Linked DNA regions of Mus musculus: region 1 is linked to region 2. A link is a contact called in public HiChIP or PLAC-seq data. All regions are on one chromosome and are shown on one strand. The core of a region is the stretch at or near the end of the contact, and the rest is flanking DNA. Distances in the headings are between cores, read along the strand shown. Region 1 has its middle 74 kb from the start of Gm30986. Region 2 has its middle 69 kb from the start of Smox.

The links. HiChIP or PLAC-seq counts read pairs in DNA pulled down with a chosen protein or histone mark.
Region 1: a contact with region 2 is called in a FOXA1 HiChIP or PLAC-seq map of pancreatic cancer cells. The contact joins two enhancer-like sites. A contact is called at or near these places in 1 of 484 Hi-C or Micro-C datasets (the AML12 cell line) and 1 of 115 datasets of contacts at active chromatin or transcription factors (pancreatic cancer cells).

Annotation. Positions count from the first base shown.
Region 1 is chr2:131,664,206-131,668,990 of GRCm38.p6, forward strand. No RefSeq gene overlaps it. Among named protein-coding and RNA genes, the nearest start is that of Gm30986, 74 kb to the right of the region's middle. Within about 2 kb of position 2,811, at least 4 of the 459 cell types and tissues checked have an H3K27ac peak or open chromatin away from gene starts, as enhancers often do. A contact at or near this core is called in pancreatic cancer cells, where this site is marked.
Region 2 is chr2:131,420,356-131,424,972 of GRCm38.p6, forward strand. No RefSeq gene overlaps it. Among named protein-coding and RNA genes, the nearest start is that of Smox, 69 kb to the right of the region's middle. Within about 2 kb of position 2,921, at least 188 of the 459 cell types and tissues checked have an H3K27ac peak or open chromatin away from gene starts, as enhancers often do. A contact at or near this core is called in pancreatic cancer cells, where this site is marked.

The DNA.
Region 1 (4,785 bases), core at 1,561-4,060, 240 kb after region 2:
TTACATCATGATTCATAGCAGTAGCTCATAGCCCTTGGATGGCAGGCTCCCTGACCTGCATTTTTCAATAGGGTGGGGACTGGCAGGTAGACCCACCCTAATGATCTTTTGCCTACTGGAGACCTGCAGAATCCTCCCATATGCATTTTGAGACTCAGTTATTGTGCCACAGTCTCCATAGCCCTTGCTTGAATGAAAGTAATAAGTGAACCTGGGGCACTCACTGGGACTGAACCCAGAAGCTTACACATATTGCCTAAGTGTTCTAAGACTGATCTACACCCCGAACCTCACAAGTCATTCCATTGTAGTGTAGACCTTCTCTTCCACCCTGCCCAAATCACTGTTTCTGTAGGCGGTGCCTGGGGTCTGGGGCTAATAAACCTTCTGGTTACTTGTGCATGTCTGAAAAGCATGGTAAAACCAACTTTGTCCCGACCACACTTTGGAAGTGGCTGAAGCTGAGAGAGCAGCTGGTGATGATGCTGAGAAGCAGATAATTATACTCAGGATCTCAGTAGAAGCCATCAACTCTCCCCACTGCTGCTCTCTGTGGCTCAACTCCCAGCTTAGAGCAGAGCTGTGGGTGGCCACTCTGGCTCTGTCGAAATGCAGTCGCTCTAAACCTGCCTTGTACTGTCTACATCCACCTCCCTTCCCTCCTCAAAAGCTTCTGCAAAAGAGACTATTTAAAGAAAGAGTGCACAGAGCAGGGGGTCCAGAAATGGAGGTGGGAGGTAGATGAGAAAGAGTGTGTGCTGCTTTAGAAACCAGTGTGCTCAAATCCTAAGGTACTGGCTGTCAATGATGACAGACTCTGGGCTTATGAGTTATGTGCCAAGGATTTTTAGGACCAACCCTTTGTTCTAGTATCTGTCTCCATGTGACCCTGTGACTATTCTAGAGGCTAGGGATTCATTTCCCACAGCCCTGGGATGGCAGGATCCCTGAGTTGTATTTTTCATGAGGGTGGGGACTGGCGGGTAGTCCCAGGCAGTTTTTCTTGTCCATTGTTCAGGTGCATTTGTTATGAGAGTGATGTCTACTTGTAAAAGATCCCAGGGATTCTACCACAGTTTAACCTGAGGACCTGATGAGCTGACTTACAGTGCATGAATTTGGCATTGCCTGTTAGGGGATGGGGGAGCCCAAAGCAGGGGAGGGGGTAAATGATTCCTCTGTCTGCCTCTTTTCTGATGGAATACCTGCAGTGCACAGGCCCATTCCTGATGGGCTCTTGTGAGCCAATCTGAGGAAGAAGATGGCCATTTTGCTGAGCTGCACAGCTGTGCTCCCTGTCCAGGTGTGGCCATAGCAAATTATGCCCCTGTATTACCCTGGGACTCAAAACTGGCAGTGTCTGAGACTCTGATGGTGTCTCTGAGACACAGGCTGAATAGAAATAGACTGACTGCTGATGGAGACACAAGGAGCTCCATGTCAGGTTCTGTCCCTGTGTGGTGGTTTGAATATGTTTGGCCCACGGAGTGGCACTATTAGGGGGTGTGGTTTGTTGGAGTAGGTGTGGTCTTGTTAGAGGAAGTGTAGAGGGCTTTAAGACTCTCATCCTAGATGCCTCGAAGCCAGTCTTTTCCTAGTGACCTTCAGATGAAGATGTAGAACTCTCAGGTACTCCTACACCATGCCTGCCTGGATGCTGCCATGTTCCTGCCTTGATGATAATGGACTGAATCCCTAAGTCATCCCAATTAAATGTTGTCCTTATAAGAGGGTTTTTTTTTGTTTTGTTTTGTTTTGTTGTTGTTGTTGTTTTTTTTGTTGTTGTTGTTGTTGTTGTTTTTTTTTTTGTCATGGTGTCTGTTCACAGCAGTAAAACCCTAAGACACCTTGAACAAATTTTGGGTTGGTCATCACCCCAAGGGATGTACAAACTATTAAAAGCAGGCATGAGCAGTGCTTGCCCAGATGAACAGAACCTGTAAGGTATTCTGAACTCAGAACAAGGCACCGTGAGTCAGGCCTTATTGATTCTCTGCTAGCCACCAACTTAGTATTGATTGATGTCTTTCTCTTGGTTTCCCTTTGATCAAAATGACAACTATTAAGTAGTTTCTGAGATAATTATAATGTTGCTATAAAGCTGCATTAAAGTTCTGTTCAGAACTGTGGCCAAAAGATACAAGCTCTTTGACAAGATGGATTCTGGAAAGACAGGGTGGAAAGCAGTTAGTGAAAGGCAGGAGAGCTGTGGTGTGGCCTACAATATCCCAGACACGGGGCTGGTGGGAAGAGGGAGACAGAAGTGTCCACCTACTTATGGCTTTATGTTTGTGTCAAGATGCAATGAAGGGGAGCCCATGTCCTACCCAAGGTTATCTGCAAGTGGTTACAAAATGCAGCTTTCTGTCAATTGAGTTGTGACTTCCAAATGCCCTTCCAGGATCTCTGGAGCTCATAGCCCTTGGAAGGCAGGTTCCCTGACCTGCACTTTTCAATAGGGCGGGGACTGGCAGATAGACCCACCCTAATGATCTTTTGCCTACTGGAGACCTGCAGAATCCTCCCATATGCATTTTGAGATTCAGTTATCGTGCCACAGTCTCCATAGCCCTTGCTTGAATGAAAGTAATAAGTGAACCTGGGGCACTCACTGGGGGAGGGCAGGAGGCACAGAAGCTGTTGGCCCCACTTTTGGGGGGCACCTGAAATGCTCATGTGGCATGAAACAGCTTTATAACTGTGAATTCTTCCTTTTGGATCGACATTTCTTTTTGAAACTTAGGATTTGATAACAGCTGAAAAAAAAAAAAAAACACCTAAAGAAGTTACAAAGAAGTTGAGACAGTGGCCTTTGTGTGACTCACTGCCCACATATTGCCACAACCCACTGCACCGAGGAAACAATTATATCCTATATAGGGCAAGAAAATCGTGGCTTTATTTTTTTTCCCCTCTGCTTTCAAGTAACTAAAATATCTTCCTTTTTATAAGTGAGCCCAGGTGCCATCTGTCTGTTCTTAGGGGGAACTATCCACACTCAGGTTAGCTGCTTCCTGAATCCTTTCCTTTTTAAAATCACCACAAGAGGAGACTGTAGATATTTTATTACCTAACTGAGTCTCCCAAATGTTCTTAAAACTGTCACAAGCATAGGAATTGAGAAGAAGGGAAAATGGAGGAGACAAAGGTTCCAGCAACAGAGGGATGAGAAAGAGCGGAGAGGCCAGAGAAGACTTCTTAAGTCCACAGGACCTGGAGAGTTCCACATCAAGGAATGGCAGGGCTTCCCCCTCAAAGAGCTAAAGGAGGCTGAGGGTAAACCACCAGAAACCTGGTGTGTGGGCAGATGAAACCAGGAGATTTATGTCTACTCTTAGTTTTAAATTTTATTTTTGGGTCACATGCAATGATTACCCATGTTTAATACAATTATTAGCCATGTTTATGGGAAGCGCTGTGATATTTTGGCACATGTGTATATTGTGAAGATGATCAAATCAAGCAGTCATCCTTACTTTAGGCATCCATAACTTCTCAATGATAAGACCTTCAAGGCTCTGCCTTCTGGCTTCTTGAAGATATCATTGACATTTAATTTTCTTTAATCTGTTGCTTTGTTTGCCTGTAAGTGCTTGCTAGAGTTTGCTACAGGAATGGACCTTTGTTTGGAGCTGCGGAGAGGTGGGTAACCCTCTAGGTTAGTGTCTCTCAGCCTTCCTAATGCTGTGATCCTTTAATATAGTTCCCCATGTTGTGGTGACCTCAAACCACAAAATTATTTCATTGCTACTGTAACTGTAATTTTGCTACTGCTATGAATCATGATGTAAATATCTGATGTTTTCTGTTTAGGTGCCACCTGTGAAAGGGTCATGTGACCCCTAAAGGGGCTGCAGCTCACAGGTTGAGGCCACTGTTCTAGGAGGCGAAGCATGTGAGGAAGTTTGTAGGTCAGCAGGTGCACCCCTGAAGGTGACTTAGGATGTAAAGGCAGAAAACTGGGGAGATGAGAAGGCGAGGCAGTCTCTTAGCTTGGAGTCTGGTGGAAGCTTCTCACCAGCAGTGAAGTGGAGGTCTCTCTGCCTTCCTAGGCATAAACATGCACTTTTCTAGGAACCACCCGAAATGCCAGTTAGAGTGAAAGGTGAGACTCATGGCTTTTGGTTGTTACTTGGTCAGATTATAATTCTATGGGAGGCACCTCTGGAGTCATCCCACAATCTCACCTATCAAAAGAGAGGGGGAGAGTTTCTTAGCAACCTGCTGAGCTATAACTTGAGAGCCACTAAAATGGTATATGTGGCTAATGCTCTGTAAACTATTAATTGTGATTCTCATTTGAGCAGCTCAGACACACACTTGGTGTGTCTCATTCTCTGCAACCCTCCTTTCCCAAGTCTATGCCCATACTTGGGCCTACCTAATTCTCTGTGAGGCTATGAGGAGACCACGTTGATGCTCTGGGGTACCCCTTTTCTTGACTTGCATGCCTTTCTCTCTCTCACTATCATTAACATCTCATACATCTTCGATCTGCTTTCTTGTACCTGGTGGTCCTGAAATTCTTTTCAGTGTCAGATCCATGAATCTGGCTCTGGCCTGAACTGAGATCTCTGAAGGTGTTAAAGGGATTTCTCTGTCTGCCAGGGGCGGTGGCCTGCAGCTGTGTCTCTGTCCTCATGTCTCTGTGGATAGTGTGGCCTCACTCCCCCTTTTCTCATCTGCTTCCAGACCACGGGAAAATGTTTTTGTTCTGCCACACATTGTGCCAAAGCCATAGGGCCATTAATCATGGGCAACCCCCCTAAAATGGTGCTGAAAACA
Region 2 (4,617 bases), core at 1,671-4,170:
AGTCTCTGGGAGCTCCTAGGGGTCCAGGTTAGTTGACACTGCTGGTTTTCCTGTGGGGTTGTCATCTCCTTAAGGGCCTTCGGTCCTTCCCCTGCTGGGGTTCAGGAATCGACACTCAAACCAAATACTGATCCTAGTTAATCAAAAATAGTTTATTGAACACACACCATAATATTGGACGTCCAGAACCTCAAAAGGACAGTGGTACTGTACTGGCCAGTTTTGTGTCAACTTGACACAGCTGGAGTTATCACAGAGAAGGGAGCTTCAGTTGAGGAAATGCCTCCATGAGCTCCAGCTGTGGGGCATTTTCTCAATTAGTGATCAAGGGGGAAAGGCCCCTTGTGGGTAGTGCCATCCCTGGGCTGGTAATCTTGATTCTATAAGAGAGCAGGCTGAGCAAGCCAGGGGAAGCAAGCCAGTAAAGAACATCCCTCCATGGCCTCTGCATCAGCTCCTGCTCCCTGACCTGCTTGAGTTCCAGTCCTGACTTCTCTCAGTGATGAATAGCAGTATGGAAGTGTAAGCTGAATAAACCCTTTCCTCCCTAACTGCTTCTTGGTCATGATGTTTGTGCAGGAATAGAAACCCTGACTGAGACAGGTACACTCTGCTCTCAGGGTAGGCTTTTTATAGGAAAACCAGTTCAGAGGCTTAAAGGGCAAGGAGATTAGTTGGCTTCCTAGGCAAAGGTTATTAACCTTTAAGCTGATTGGTTCTAAGTAAGGTAAGGGGGGTGGATGGGTGGTTGAACAGGGGAATTTCAGAACATTGAGATAACAGCATGAGTATTATAATAGTAACTTTTTGGCTTGTTAGTAGCATTCTTCAGTGTCACCCATAAAAAACCACATTGAGTTCCTATGTAAGTTCAGGAAGAGCTGCCTGGGGGTCAGCTCTGACTTAAGATATTTTAGACATAACAGTTCATATTGACCATTAATTTGTTGGGTCCTACCCTGTCCAACACACACACACACACACACACACACACACACACACACTCCAATATCTCCTACATCACCAAGTCAATTTGGTTTCACCTGAAAGAACACTCTCCACACTGCTAGCGCCTTGTCCCACGTGCTCCATTGGGTCTGTCAACAGCAAAGCCTGGCTGGCGGAGATTTTAGCTGGAAGGACATTCCTGTTGTAACAGTGTTCTTTAAGTTAATGCAAATCAAAGCCAATGAGATTTCATCTTACCTCAGAATGGCTATTACCAAGAAAACAAAGGACCACAAACGCTGGGAATGATGGGAGTTGGGGAAGTGATTCTTATATGTAGTTGGTGGGTCTGCAGATTAGACCCCATATATAGAAATTAGAAGTTCCTCAAAACAAAACAGACTGGACTATTTATATGATCCAGTTCTACCATTTCTGGGTGTGTACCCAAAAGACTCAAACTCAGTTTGCCATATAGACACCTGCACACTAGTGCTTGTGAGATATTATTCACAATACAAGGTTATGGCATCAACCTGGGAAATGTGGTGTATATACACTGTGAATTCTACTCAGCAATAAAGAAGAACAAGACAACACCAGTGAGGTGGCTCAGCAGGTAAGAGCCCTTGCCAGGGAAGCCTGTCAGATGGAGTCTATGCCTGGATGGCATGGTGGAAGGACAGAAGACATCAAAGTTGTCTTCTGACTTCCTCATCACATCTCTCTCTCTCTCTCTCTCTCTCTCTCTCTCACACACACACACACACACAGAGTAATAATAATACAAAAAAGGACAAAAATAATTTCAAGAAAATGGATGGAACTTGTTCTTCATATTATGTGAAAACCAGACTCAGAAAGATACATGGCATGCTTACTCTCTAACAGGAGACTCAGCAGGGGGAAGGAAGGAAGAAAGAGGTGGGACCATCAAGGGCGTGAGTGAAGGGAGGGGACATGGTAAGAAAGGGTAACAAGAGCCTATCTTCAAAGTGCCTTATGTGCGTGTGTAAAAAAAAGTCACATAAAGTCTATTGCTTTGTACAATTACTATCCATTAGTTTAAAAAAGGAGGAATCACAATCCCTTTTTGGTCGAAGTGATAAGATGGTGAGAATGTGTCCTTTGCATTTTCGCAAAACTGTAAAAAGAAAGTCTAGGTCTCTGGGGGAAAAGAAATCAGTCAATAATCAAAGCAAGGCAGTGTCAAAACACTTGTGATGTCAGCTTCCAGGAAGCTGAGGCAAGAGGTCTGTGAGTTCTAGGCTACATAGCAAGCCTGGGCTATTGGGATACACTGTTGGGATACCTTTGTGTGTTTCTGGATTCTATTAATTCTGCAGAGGCAGAGAGCTAAATACTAGCTGCAGCTTGGTGTTATTACTTCTATGGCCCCTCACCGGTCTTATATTTTGTAAGTAGTTGTTATTCCTCACTGGCCTAAGGCAATCTAGAATTGTATCTGCTTGGCTGTAATAAAAATCTGACGGCTAATAACTGGGCAGGAAGTGGAGGGTGGGTCTTCTGGGCAGAGAGAGGGACGCTGGGAGAAGAAATGAGACTCAGGAGATTCTCCAGCAAACTTGGAGGTGGACTTTTGTCAGGCGAGATTAGCATCTGAGCAGACCCTATAATCACAAACGTTCTCAATAGGTCCACTAGGAGTCAGTAGAGACTTCCTCTCCGGTTACTCTCACTTGGGTTCCCAGATGTGGGCGGGGTTGGAGGACTAAGGTGACTGAGGAGAAAGGGGGCCCTGGAATATATCAAAGGGTACCCTCATCTTTGCAAGCAAGAGTTTGTCGGCCCAAGGAACCAAAAAGAACGTGGAATGGAGAGAGTGAAGGGAGAAGCAACCGGGTGAGGCTGGAGGAGCAGGAAGGCAGCAGACAGTGGAGGACTGGAGGGGCGGGGCTCGGACCTTAAGCGCAATGCCGGCACTCTCGGGGTGTTCAGGGTCACAGTCAAATGCTGTGGTCAAAGATTTCTAATTGTAAGGTGCAGCTTGGAAGCAGAAAGTTCACATTTGGGAGCCGGAGTGAGCATAATCAGAAAGGAGGCTCTACTGCCTCCTAGTGGACATTTTGAGATCATTGGTGATTTTGCATTTTTTTTATCTTGCTATGAAATAATAGGGGGAGCCCTATTATTTCATAGCAGAGACTAGTTTTGATGACCTGTGTTCTTTTTGTTTATTTTTTCATTTACCACAATTTTAAGTTATATTGTTCATATGTTTCTTCTATATCTCCCTGCAATATGTTCTCTCTTCATATAGTTCTGTCTGAAGTGGCTTCCAAAAAAAGTTCTTGAGTTAAATGCCTGGCTCTAAAAGCACAAAACCTTTGGGAGACTGGACCTAGGTGAAGGAAACTAGGTCACCGGGGACATGACCTCATAGGGGGTTATTAAGACTCAGACTTGCTATTTCCTGGATGCCATGTAAGGAGCAGGCCTCCTTTATGACGCTCTCCTGCTGTGATACAAGGATCTGACTCACCCACCCCAACAGAGTTAAGCAACCCTGAACTGAAATTGCTGAAGTCACGCAACAAACCAACCAAAAAACCGCTTTCTTCCTTCCGCGTGATTTATTCCAGGTATTGGTTATTGAAACAGAGAACTGACTGACAAACTTGCTAAAGGCAATATTCATAGTTGTAAACCCTGACGTATAAAGAGTTATTCTTCTAAACGGTATGCGTCAGTTAGGAGAATGGTTAGCTGCAGGCAACAAAAACATCTGATGGGAAATGTAAATGAGGAAAATACCTAAAAAAAAAAAAAAAAAAAAACCAAAAAAACCAAAAAACCAAAAAAACCAAAAACCAAAAAAACATCTGATGAGATGGCATTGAAAAACGTAAGTTTTTTTTTTTTCTCTTTTTGCTACCTGAAGAAATCCAGCTGTTAAAAATTGCCAGCCTGGTGTGGTTTTACGGTGGCAGTGGCATCAGGCACCCAGGCTGTCTCTATTTCTGCTTCATTATCCTGCCATGTTGATGTTGTCCCCACATGTGTTATCTCATGGCTGTAGCATCACTAGTCCAGATCCAGGCATCATGTCCAAGGGAGAACTGGAGGAATGAACAAGGGTGGTGCCAATCTCGTCTTCTATAGAAGAAAGAAGTATCCCAGGAGCGGCTGCACACATTGCTCCTGTGCCACTGCACACATTGACCTGTGCCTCGTCCAGAATTGTGTCCGAGGTTTTGGCTTCAAAGGAAGTTGGGAAAAAGTCCTTGTTTAAAGAAAACAATAAACATGAGTTGGTTTACTTTTTATTTTATGTGTATGAGTGTGTATTTTGCCAGTACTAAGTAAGTACACTGAATATGTGCCTGATGCTCTTAGAAGCCAGGAGGGAGCACTGGAGTTATAAGCTGCCTTGTGGATGAGAATGTGAAGACCTGAACCTGGGTCTTCTTCCAGAGCAGCTGCTGTGACTAGCTTAACTACAGAAGCCCCTCCCCAAACAGGGAAATTAGGTCTGCTCAGGAGTCAAAAGTTTTGGCCTCTGGAGAGGTTGGGGCTAAAAGATTAGAGGCTCATCATGTGCTAGGAATCTGGGAGAGAGGGTGCCGTTACCAGAGATATGAAAACCATACAGACCACCATACAGAGGGCTGCTAGGGTCCTGTCCATCACGGACTTCGTGAGAACCCC